Linked DNA regions of Zea mays: region 1 is linked to region 2. Evidence: chromatin contacts called from public Hi-C data. All regions are on one chromosome and are shown on one strand. Each heading gives the region's core, a stretch centred on a gene start, on an enhancer-like site or on the middle of the called end of the contact. The rest is flanking DNA. Distances are from core to core; before and after follow the strand shown. Region 1 holds the start of LOC100279962 (Splicing factor arginine/serine-rich). Region 2 holds the start of LOC100384560 (putative protein phosphatase 2C family protein).

What was found. Hi-C and Micro-C count contacts between places; a contact is called where the count stands out from the background.
Region 1: a Hi-C map of leaf shows a contact between it and region 2, with 6 times the contacts expected there. The contact joins the promoter of LOC100279962 here to the promoter of LOC100384560 in region 2. A contact is called at or near these places in 4 of 25 Hi-C or Micro-C datasets (ear, endosperm, leaf and 1 more).

Annotation. Positions count from the first base shown.
Region 1 is chr1:69,325,234-69,331,696 of Zm-B73-REFERENCE-NAM-5.0, reverse strand. LOC100279962 (Splicing factor arginine/serine-rich) reads right to left here and starts at 4,686. Exons shown (of 13, transcript NM_001361010.1): 1 at 4,380-4,686; 2 at 4,059-4,097; 3 at 3,831-3,979; 4 at 3,564-3,639; 5 at 1,245-1,539; 6 at 1,055-1,161; 7 at 930-977; 8 at 644-850; 9 at 228-329; 10 at 1-51. The coding sequence starts at 4,576.
Region 2 is chr1:69,003,625-69,009,370 of Zm-B73-REFERENCE-NAM-5.0, reverse strand. It overlaps LOC100384560 (putative protein phosphatase 2C family protein), which reads right to left and starts at 2,195. Exons shown (of 9, transcript NM_001359394.1): 1 at 1,479-2,195; 2 at 613-784; 3 at 261-414; 4 at 119-182. The coding sequence starts at 1,706.

The sequences.
Region 1 (6,463 bases), core at 3,437-5,936, 320 kb before region 2:
CCAGTTCCCCCAGAAGCAACCTTGCTTAGTTTAGCTAATGCTGATGATGTACTGTTAACAGAAATCACATGTCAGTAATGATGAAAAATACAAGACGGTTCTCTAAGTAACAGAGACATGCTCAAGTCGAGACAGCCCATGAAAAATAAAGTAAAGGGTTCTAGACAAACACCCTTGGATGCACATACAGCCGCTCTCTTCATAACATTGTAATCATCATGACAAACCTGGGGGAAGGTTTCAAAAGTTTTGCAGTTCTTTCCTGTTCCACAGACAAAGAAGAGGCAGGATCACTGTGAAGTGCCTCAAGAATTTGACCACCAGACAACCTGCAAAATATGGGGTATTATAGCCATAATAATTTACATGGCAAAGATGCACAGGTCATAAACTCCACAGCTGACTGTAGATATATGTGTGTTAAATCTTCTTCCTGCTTAGCAAAAATAAAACGAACCATAAAATGCATGCCTATCTACAAAACAACTATTTTTTACACCATAGATACCATCATGACCATGTCTTGATCTATCCTATTCCTGACATAGTCATCTTCAGAACACCAGGATTGAGGTAATAAGCTCCATCAGAGAAAAGTTCGCCCAATGTATATTTGCAAATATTAAAAGTCGAGTTTCCCGACCGGTTAGGTATGTCAATTCGTATTGGAGACGAAGGCGGAGAGATCCCTGAAACTTTTGGTTCACTGGTATCATCGGAACCTCCAAATTCAGTAATATATTCAACCCTAGGAGCCTTTTGCTTGCTCCAATAATTGCTTTCAGCATGTATCCCACGGCCATGACGCCTAGAATGGGATGGTGAACGAGATCTTGATCTCGATCTTGATCTGTCAACATGAAATATATATGGAGATTAAGGAAAGCAAATACTTTGTGAAAACAAATTACAGTGAACACGGAATGCACCTTCTGCCCCTTGAATATGCTTCATATGATGGGCTTCTCCTTTGTTCCCTATATTATTAACCTTGTCATAAAAATGATTTCAATTTGTCTTCTTAGTTAGAACTTAGAAGAATGATAAATAATACCTATAAGGATCACGATAAGATACCCTTCCAACAGAACGTGCTGCCTCCCGCTCCTTTTCCCGCTCAATCTGAGAAGCCTTCCTTCTTTCTCTACGGCTCATTTTTTTCTGTACAATTTGATTATATTACTTCTTGCAAGAAGAAAAAAACAAGTAAATAGGTAAATATTACAAGCTACTAAGTCACGCACTATAGATGGGTCGCCTTTAACAATTTCTTTCTGCCTCTTCTCCTGTTCTTTGTTTTTTTTATCCATGTAAACAAGCCAGTTATATCTTTTTATCCCAAATTCTTTCGCTATACTTTCCATTCGTTCATCACTGCTATCATCACTACTGAAGTCCTTGTCATCATCATCAACTTCTTCCTCTTCGTCGTCGTCATCACTGTCTAGGTCTTCAGATTCCTCATTTCCGTCTCCCTTGTATGAGTATCCAACCTGTGAATATGCGCCTTTGCTAGCAGGAGGCTGTGAGGATTGTGGTCTACCAGAGACAAGAACAAACAATAACTAAGAGTAAAACCAGGAAAAAAAAGACACAGGATTTGATGAAAAATAAATTGTATCTCACAGAGAAGCAACAATACAAGTCATACCAAACGGTTAAAATAAGTATTCCAGGTATGCATAACGCTATTTACCACATCATTTAATCCTGATTTACCTCTGGAATATTCAGAAGATGACAAATAAGTAAATTGATGTCTACTCAGGTATGAGTTGATTTGTGCACTTATTAGGTACATTCAAGTATCCAACTATCGACCTATTAGTTCAAAAAATCAGGAATGTCCAATTAAAATATTAAATGCTTTTAATTTGGCCAATGTCCACAAACAAGCTGGATTATTTGGAAAGTCTCTCCCTCTCTGTTTCTTCACTGTCCCTATAGCTTAATTCTCTCTCCGTAAGACCATGTGAAATTGTAGGCCCCACAGCACCACTCTATTCCAACTTTTGTTATTTAAGAGAAATAACTGTTTTCTTGGTCCTATGTTAAACATCTTTTGCTCATAGATGTAGAGTTAAGCTATCCAGTCAAATGTCAATGCATATGAGACCTAATCATGCTAGGGACATAGCAAATCACAAGAGCGACAGACATTGGCAATGACATACACATCTGCATAAACAAGTGTCAAGTTTATCAACTTCTGTAATTTAACTAAACAAATCATTTTTATTATTTTAAGATAAACATGAACACATAATAACAAGTAGGCTGTCTATGTCACAACATTAGGACTAATGAAGTATGTTTATCCTAAATCCTAATCGTCCCTAAACCTGCAACCACAAGCCTCTCCTTTATGTGCTTGTTGGGAGGAATGTAATTGGACATTCAATTGTAACTAATTAGTTCTCCGTGCATCGCTACGGCTTCTATACATCATACACAATTTCTTTGTACAACACAAACCAACATGAGTTGCAGTGTTTAAAGGTGAGTGCTCTCTTTCTAGAGACCATGGTTCGAATCCCAGCAGGTGCATTTTTTTATATTTCGCTGGCGCGCGGGGAACGCTCGATACGCGTGTAGTGTGGGGAGGGGGACGATGCACGAAGAAACTCGCGCTTTATAATAGTAATGAAATGCGGTGAAATGTGCCAACAGAAACAGCCAAAATTGGAATTCTCTGAAAAATATCTTCCTTTTAACAATCACCAAGCTGTTTTCTAATAGTCAACAACATACTGAATATGTACAAAGCATTCAAGCTGATATTTATTAAGTTCAAGGCTTCAAGCACTCTTTGACTGAATCAGCATAAAAAAAGTTGATAAAACCAGTATGTTTTTTTATCAGACTTTCATTATGATCATGCAAAAGTATTGAACAGTTTAAAATATATCGGTAATACCCAGATACACTTGTGTTTAAGCAATTAATCCTCTGAAGAATGAAAATATTTTAGAAGAAATTTATAAGGCTATACAATATACTCCAACAGAATTTTTCGATGATAAAAAAAACATACAACCCCCTAATTTCAGTTGTCAGTGTAGTTTCCCTAATCATACGCTACTCTAATGTCTGATATAAGTGTAGCTTCCCTGAGCAATAACAACCACAAAACATCTTGAAAACCTGTGAGATTGAAGTGCTTTACTCATTTGGAACTTATACCAATGCATGAATGCAATTTTTATTAGCTAGAGCAGCAAAAAGAAACATGAGAGATTGGAATGTCTTTAGAAAAAGGGTGTAAAACAATAGTGATCCATGTGCCATAATAATGACCAAGGAACAAGTTCCTTTTAATATGTTGTCATTATTAGTACTATACTCATATTTTATATCAATCGTCTTGCAGGGTCAATCCTCTGACCTACCCAAGTTGCTAGGGACTAACGCTTTTGTGGTAGCAGTGGTGTCATTTGGTAGAGCAAAGAATTACTGCTATCATTCATTCATGTTTCACATCAATGTTCTGTGTATAAATGTAATTATGTAAGTTGCAAGAGCAAGAGAGGAAATAGAGCACACAAAATTAAAAGCAGGCATACTTGTCAAAGCTAAAAGGAAGAAGAGCTTTTGCCTCCAACTCTTGCACAACATGCTGCAAACCGGCCTCATCAGAAACTGTGAAAAGAAGCTAGGTAAATGTTCAGTTAACTAGTGCTTTGAATTAAGAAATAGCACCCTTTTTCTGTACCAATTTAGAAACAAATAAAGTGTGCATTAGGACAATCCCTCAAGTGATGTAAATGGATGCAAGATATGAAATTTCTACAGCAACAGCAATAGAACAGAGAAACCAAAAAGGTACCGACATCCTCTGCGACGATGCTTAATCAAATCCCGGTAACGTTCAAAATTAACAAATTCCTCTAACTCTTCCTCTTCTTCAGATTTCCCTTGGACTCGAAAAGGGCGAGAGCTCGAGTCTCGGATAAAATCAAGCAATGCACGGCCATCAAATCTGTCCATTATAAATATAATGGGTATCAGTTTTCTTGTACTTAGGATAATCTGTCATAAACACAAGAATAGATAGTTACCTGTCAATCAAAACATCTTGCTTTCCATTCCATTGTATCCTGCAATGGAAGCATAGTGAATGAGTAGTAGCAATCAAGTGATAACAACAAGCCATCAATTCCAATGTCATAAACACAAGAACAGACTATGCTTCATCAGATGAAATTTACAATGACATGTATCCGAGACTCAGCGCCGCAGTATCCATCATCAGTTATTACAGTAAACTATTAACTCGTATAGCATAACTCATCAGACCAAATCCGAAACTGTGCCTACGCTGCGACCAAGCATCGCACCGCACCGATAGGAGAGATGGTGAGAGAGGATTGGGCACGCACAATCCCTGCTGGTCCTCGGTGGCCTGGTACAGGGCGTCGTCGCGGTGAACGCGGCACCGCGTGCCGGAGACCTGGAGCGCCTGCTGCGGGTCGCCGCGGCGGCGGGCGAGGTAGACGGCTCGGCGCTGCGCCCGGCGGCGGGCCGCGTCCATGAGGTCGTGGACCTTCCGCTCCGACCGCCGCGCCTCGTGCCACATCGCGCCCCCTCCTTCCGGAATGCTCTGCTGGAAACCGTGTACGGGTGGCGTGGTGCTTGGAAATCTAACCCTAGGACTAGGAAGCTGCTACAAGCTGAACGGGAATAGACATCTGAACATATTGGCTATTGGCGGTCATTTACGCAGAAAGTATTTCCCAGTATTTAGAACGGAGAATTATTATATTTTAATGACTCTCTATTTATTTTTTTCATAAAGATTACACTCTATACGTAACATCTCAAAGTGGCTAGCCGGATTTGTCTAGTGAGGAAACCAATTTGGAGAATCGAATATTTAGCGAGTTAGATGACTAGTGTCGGTGTTTGGACCGTGGTTCCTTAACAACCATAACAACCAGTAAATGTGTCGCGTGGCTGGCTCTAGATGGTGTACGAGATGACACAAGCGATTCTCCTGGTTCGGGCTACTCAAGGCCATACTTCCAGCAGAGAGGATGAGACTTATATTACTCACATTGTGTTGCCTGTAGTAGGGGTTTACAAGCACAACGGGAGAGAAGTCCCCAAGTCCCTAGAGATGATTGAGGCAAGTGTCAATATCTAAGACAGTGTGAGAAAGCAAGAGTTCATCTACGTGTGTCTCTTCCTGTCCCATGGAGGGACCACTGCCCTATTTATACACCAAGGGGAACGTCCACAGTGAAGCTGAGTCTTATATTCGAAGGAGAGATGTACTGGCGTCTGACGTGACGGCGAACCATGTAGTAGATTCGCGCTTGTTGACTCTACGTAGAGAGTCGAGTCTGATGGGTTGTTCGTACGCTCGAGCCCCCGAGGGAGAGGTCGCTCATACCGTAGTGGTTGTAAACAGCGTCGGGGTATGGGCCAAAGGCTGCTTACGGGGCGCGTCATCGTCCTGCCATGTGATGACATCGAGATTCCCTGCATCACTCATCGAGATCGGAGTCCCTGCTTTGGTTGATGCAGGAGTCTCCCCAAGGCGCTAGCCGAGCCGTCCCTCGACGTGCGCTACAGTCGGACAGAGTGGCTGTCTGCGTGATTCACAGCGCGGTCGGTGGCCGAGGCCGAGCTCGGGCGAGATGGAGAACTTGCCCGAAGGCTGAGCTCGGGGTCGAGCGAGGCGGAGCGGTCGCGCCCGAAGGCTCGTCCGCTCGGCTTGTCGCGTTAGGCATCCCATCGGAGGGCGTCAGGCGGTGTGCGCGCAATGTGATGTAGGCGTAATCATACTGTTGCGCCAGACGTGATTCTTGTCTTGTCCACTACTGTGTTCTGCTGCCACAGCGTGGGTTGGCACATGCATTCAATGCGCCTATACCCCGTCTATTTTCGAGTGCCCTTGTCCTGTTCACTTGAGACTGGCTCGGGCGAGACAGACCGTGTTGAGGCGGCATCGGGCGAGGCGGAGCAAGTGGTGTCGACCTCGGGTGAGGTGGGGCCCTGCTCGAGGTGGGAGACCCTCGGGGGGCGTCTCGGTTGCCACCCTTCAGGGGTTTGATCCTTATTTCTCTAAGTGCGTTTGTTAGGGGGATAATCAGGGTGTCCCTAATTACCGCCCCGACAACTAGTCTGTTGGAGAGTTATTTTGCTATTAAGTAGCCAAAATTTGGCTTGACGAGCCATTTGGCTAGTCTCTTGGAGATGCTCTAAAAGATACTTCTCCATATACATAACATCTCCAACCTTCATTCCTCTATATATTATAATTCATTTATTTAATTTTTTTGTTAGTTTTTAAAGTTTAAAAAATCATAGAATATTTATATTGCTATAATACATATTGTTATCAAGTTAAATAGCTCGAAAAAGATTAATATGGTAAAGAAATGACGTAATTAGCATATAGGAGGAGATTAGAGCTCACTCTATATACGGGGGAGTTTCCTCTCCCTTCCATATGGAGGGA
Region 2 (5,746 bases), core at 946-3,445:
TTGTCGTTAAAATTAGAACCTGTCCACTGACATGAATACAGCATTGTGCACTCGGGTCGGGAGGGTGAAACAAAAGATCAACTTGGTAACTGAAAATATACACAAAAAAGTAACTTACCCCGGCACCCCCAGCGATATTTATTCTCCCAACTTCACCACCACTTGCTGTTACACGCTCCACCCTGCAGTTAAGGAGCTTGGATTAGTCATAAGTCTAAGGATATTGTAGTCATATAACTAACTTGGACTTAAGGACATACTCCTCTTCATTAGCATCCAGGCGATGATCTGCTGATAAAAAATATATTGAACCCTCAGCAGATTCTAGAATGCATCGTGAATCGCCAACTGATGCTACAGTGACAACCCATCCATCTATTATAACAAAAGTCACAGTGGTCCCTGAGCGTGCAGCTGAAAACATTATAACAGTCAGTTTACATCGCAGTGAAAGAGTCTGAAGATCCCATGGCAATATAGGAGGCTAACACCATGCAATCCACAGTAAACAGCAAATGGTGTATGCTCCTGTGAACATTGCAAATCCATTGAGAAATAATTTGCTTTTGGATGGTTAAAAGACAGGCAGACCTGGCATCCCATTTATAATACCTTTTCCTTGGAAGTCTTTATCTGTTTTTACAAAACCAGCAACTAGTGCCCTTGGCAGCGCAGCTTTCCACTCCTCACTTGTGAGATTTGGAGGAATAGCAGCCAACACACTGCTTATTAGATTCTCCCGGGTGTATATGGCAGCTGCAGAGCCATTGTGTCCGTCAAAAATCTGATGCGAGAAACCAGAATGAATAGTGTGAGTGAGATTAGCAATCACTTTAGGGCTTGTTTGTGTAATTTTGGATTGGAGTGGATTGAGGTGGTATAAGGTGTACTGAAGTGTAATTTGAACTAATTTCCCTTTGAATCCCTAAAATACACTTCAATCCACTCCAATCCCTCTTTATCCAAACAAGGCCTTAGTTGGTATAAGGAAAGTTTTAATATAGAAAATACAGTACTCTACATTAATAGTGTATAACTGAACTATCACAAGAGTATTCCAACATGGGTTGACTTTGCCATTACACTGCTCTGCTTTGTGTTGAGAGAGAATGATGGATTGATATACTATGAAAATTTGTAGGACCAAACTTAGTAGAAGCCTGAAAGATCGCAAACAGTTTGAATATTCCCAAACCAGTGGTCTTCTGGCCACCAAAATGATAAAGAGTCAAGACAATCAAGAGCAGTAAAATACTAGCTGACATATGTCCCCATGTGCCTCGATGCCAGCACACCGCAAAACCAGGCCTGCCCATCATGCTACTGCTCTATGCGAAAAACAAACAGTATGAAATCATGACACTGAACACATTCTAAGGAGTAAATGAACCACCATAAAATCCAGACTCAGGAGCAAGCTCTAGTTTTAATGAATTAAGCACAGGCCAAAAGTAAGAAGAGGGCCATTGAATCATTACCGCAAATACGGAAATGGTGTCGTCGTCGCCGGCATTCTCGCCGCCGCCACTGCCGCCCGGGGTGCGGTGGCACCTGGGCACGAGGAGCGTGAAGTCCTCCCCTTTCTTGCTCTTGTTGGCCTCCCCGAACAGGATGTCCGGCCTCTCCACCTTCTGGTTGCACAGCTCCCGCTTGAGGAGCACGGCCAGGGGCACGCTGCACCCGTCGACGTCGGCGTGCATCTCCATCGGAGCTCAGGCCTCCAAACCCCTCTGCCTCCGATCCGCCGCCGATTACTCCGAAAGAATCGGGCGGGGAGACGGATCTGGGGCGACGAAAGAAACGCGTCGAAAAGGCTACCCTAACATACAGCGGAGTTGGGCCAAGTCCGGTGAAAGAATTCTTTTTTTTTTCCCGCCGCAACCGAAATCCCCGCCCAAGAAACGGAGAATCCCTCGGACAACGACGGCGAATCTCGATGCGGCTACTGCTGCTGCTCGCCTAACGCAGCTTGGATCCCAATCTCAGCGGCCTCTCCAAGAAACCGCAGGAGCATTGGCCAGACCGGAGCCGAACGAATTCCCACTCCCCAGCGACCGCAAAACCTGGGGCGAGGAAACCGCCGGCTACTTATTTCTGGAGCACGGAGTGGGGTGCCGCGAACGCGATCGAGCTGGAGGACGAGGTGGGAGATCGGGAACTTGAGCGGATTCAAGAGGGAGGGTGGGAGGTCAGGCTAGCTGGATCGGGGAGAGAGAGAGGAGGAGGAGGAATTAGTTAAAAGCCGTTACGGGAAGCCGAAGAGAAGCGCGCCTGAACGTGCGCGCCAGGAAGGAAGACCGCTCACCTCGTCAGCATCGAGCTGTCAATCTACTCAATTTCTTTGCTTGTGATGATTGATTGATTGTCCGTTACCTAATCTCTGTCAGTTCTAAAGTTTGTCAGGATACAGATATGTGCATTTTGTTGGGCGAGGAGGATAAATAAAGTTGGTGTATAGATGTCGGAATCGTTCTACATTTCGCCGAATTTTCTGCGTGAGAACATGTCATGAAGTATATGGCATTCTTTTTGTTTTTTAGTGCTTTCTATTGGAAAAGGAGAATGGGGCAATATTCTGTATTGATAGTAGTACATCGTGAACAGCAGGCCTTACAATATATAGGCATACACAGGTGGCGCACCAGGGAAGGGTGCGGCAGCCTGGAGCCAATCAGACCAGACCTACCAAAGATAGAAATCCTCCTTTCTATACTAGTACAACATATCTGTCTATCTAAGGAAGAGACCTCTAGTTGCCATAGAAGACTATGTTGCTATACTAGCCTGGATAGGAGAGCCTCACGCAGGAGGCAGCCAGGAATATTACCAAAACTGTCTAACACCCCCCCCCCCCCCCCCCGCAGTCAAAACATCTAGCCACTGCAAATGTTGAGACTGGACTTGAACTCAAGAAACACGGAGGAAGGAAGCCCTTTCGTGAAGATGTCTGCAAACTAAGAGGTGGTAGGAACATGCTGAACACGAACTTCACCAGTAGCAACCCGCTCACGAACAAAATGGAGATCTATCTCAACATGCTTCGTCCGATGATGCTGAACTGGATTAGTGGATAAGTAGACAGCGCTGATGTTGTCACAGTAAACAAGAGTGCTTCTATGAAGAGGACTGCGAAGTTCTTGGAGGAGTTGACGCAGCCAGCAAGCCTCGGCAACACCATTGGCAACAGCACGATACTCAGCTTCAGCACTAGAGCGAGAGACAACCTTTTGTCGCTTGGAGGACCAGGAGACAAGATTATCACCAAGAAACACCGCATAACCAGAAGTGGAGCGACGAGTGTCCGGACACCCAGCCCAATCAGCATCAGTATAGACCACAAGCTCGGAAACAGATGTGGAGCGTGGTAGAAGAAGACCATGATCAGCCGTACCTTGAAGGTAGCGAATAATACGTTTCAGAGCAGTCAGATGGGACTCACGGGGATCATGCATATGGAGACAAATCTGTTGAACTGCATATGTAATATCAGGTCTGGTGAATGTTAGATACTGAAGAGCACCAGCCAGACTCCGGTACTGAGTAGCATCCTGAACAGCAGGTCCACTGTCAGCAGCGAGCTTGGACTGGAGATCAACCGGTGTAGAACAAGGTTTGCAACCAGTCATGCCTGCACGGTCAATGATATCAAGGACATATGTACGCTGATGGAGGAAGAGACCAGCCGGTCGTCGCTCAACTGTAATACCAAGAAAGTGATGTAGAGGTCCGAGATCCTTCATGGGAAAAGTTGTCTGAAGTGCTGCAATGACACGCTGCAAGAGAGCTGAACTGGATGCAGTGAGGATAATATCATCAACATAAAGAAGCAAGTAAGCTGTCTCAGTGCCATTGTGAAAAATGAACAGGGAGGTATCTGCTTTGGCTTCGACAAAACCCAGAATCTTCATGTGAGAAGAAAAGCAACTGTACCAGGCACGCGGTGCTTGCTTCAGGCCATAAAGAGACTTGTTGAGATGACAAACATAAGTGGGATGAGCAGGGTCAACAAAACCTGCAGGTTGGCTGCAATAGACTGTCTCAGAGAGAGTACCATGAAGAAACGCATTCTTTACATCAAGTTGGTGGATAGGCCAATCCCTCGACAGAGCTATCGAGAGAACAGTGCGAACCGTGGCAGGTTTGACCACCGGACTGAAAGTCTCATCATAATCAACCCCAGGACGCTGAGTGAAGCCTCGACATACCCAGCGTGCTTTGTAGCGCTCAAGAGAACCATCTGCAAGAAATTTGTGACGGAAATGCCATTTCCCTATGATAACATGAGCACCTGGAGGAAGAGGAACAAGTGTCCAGGTATTATTGGAGACCAGAGCCTGGAACTCTTCTTCCATGGCACGACGCCATAGGGGATCAGCCAAACCTTGGCGAACTGAAGTTGGCTCGGGGGAGATGGCTGCAGTAGTGAAGGCGGCCGGTACTCGAAAACCAGCCTTGGCCCGGGTGGTCATGCGATGATTGTTGACCACCATAGGCGTAGGAACAACACCGGGAGGAAGTCCAGACAGCGGCGAAGGTGTTGGTGCAGGCTCAATCGGAATTGCAGAAGCACCGGAGGCACCAGCCACTGGAAGATCTGTAGAGGAAGTAGTCTGCTGGTGCCGACGAGTGTACACGCGCAGAGGTAGGGGCGTCGGAGCAGTTTCAGGTGGTGACTGCAGACCGCCAGACCCGAAGGGAACCACCAGGGGCAGCGGGGCAACTCCTGGTGCTGGAACCAGGTCGCGCGGCACAGGGGCAGAAGGCACCAAGTCCTGGTCTGGAGAAGACAGGGACGGCGCAGGGGCAGAAGGCTGAGACGGGTGGGAGTGGCATGGGTCCTGCCAGATCAGCCACTGAGCCACAACCAGAACCGGTCACCAAGGGGGACGCCATGGTACCTGCAGAAGAGGGCAAAGTCCCAGTTGAAGGGGACAAGGGCGCACTCTCAGGATCCAAAAAATTCAAGTTGTTAGTTAGATGGGGCGAGACAGAGAAGGGGAAATATGCCTCATCAAAGGTGACATGTCGGGAAATGATGATACGATTTGTGGAGAGATCAAGACATCAATAGCCTTTGTGGTTGGAAGAATAACCAAGAAAGACACACTTGGTAGAGCGGGGAGCGAGTTTGTGTGGTGCAGTAGCAGTGATATTAGGGTAGCAGGCACAGCCAAAAACCCGAAGATGATCATATGATGGAATGGTGCCAAAGAGAGCAGCATAAGGACAGATGGCTTGTATAGTTTTGGTGGGAAGGCGATTCAAAAGATAGGTGGCTGTGTGCAGACCTTCAACCCAATGTTGAGCAGGAAGGGAAGCCTGAAAGAGTAAGGAACGAATGATATTGTTGGTGGTGCGAATGATGCGCTCGGCTTTACCATTCTGAGGAGAAGTATAGGGGCAAGACATGCGTAGAAGAGTACCACGAGCAAGGAGAAAAGAGCGAGTGGAGGAGTTGTCGAATTCACGCCCATTATCACACTGCAAATGTTTAATGGAGCGACCAAAGTGCGTTGTGACATACGCAAAAAAGGATGAAAGAGCATCAAAAGTATCAGACTTAAGACGCAAGGGAAAAGTCCATAGGTAATGGGTAAAATCATCAAGGATGACAAGATAGTACTTATAACCCGACACACTAGCAATAGGGGATGTCCATAGATCACAATCTATGATATCGAAAGGTTGCTCAGTACAGGTGGACGAACTAGAAAAAGGTAATCTAGTGTGACGGCCTAATTGACAG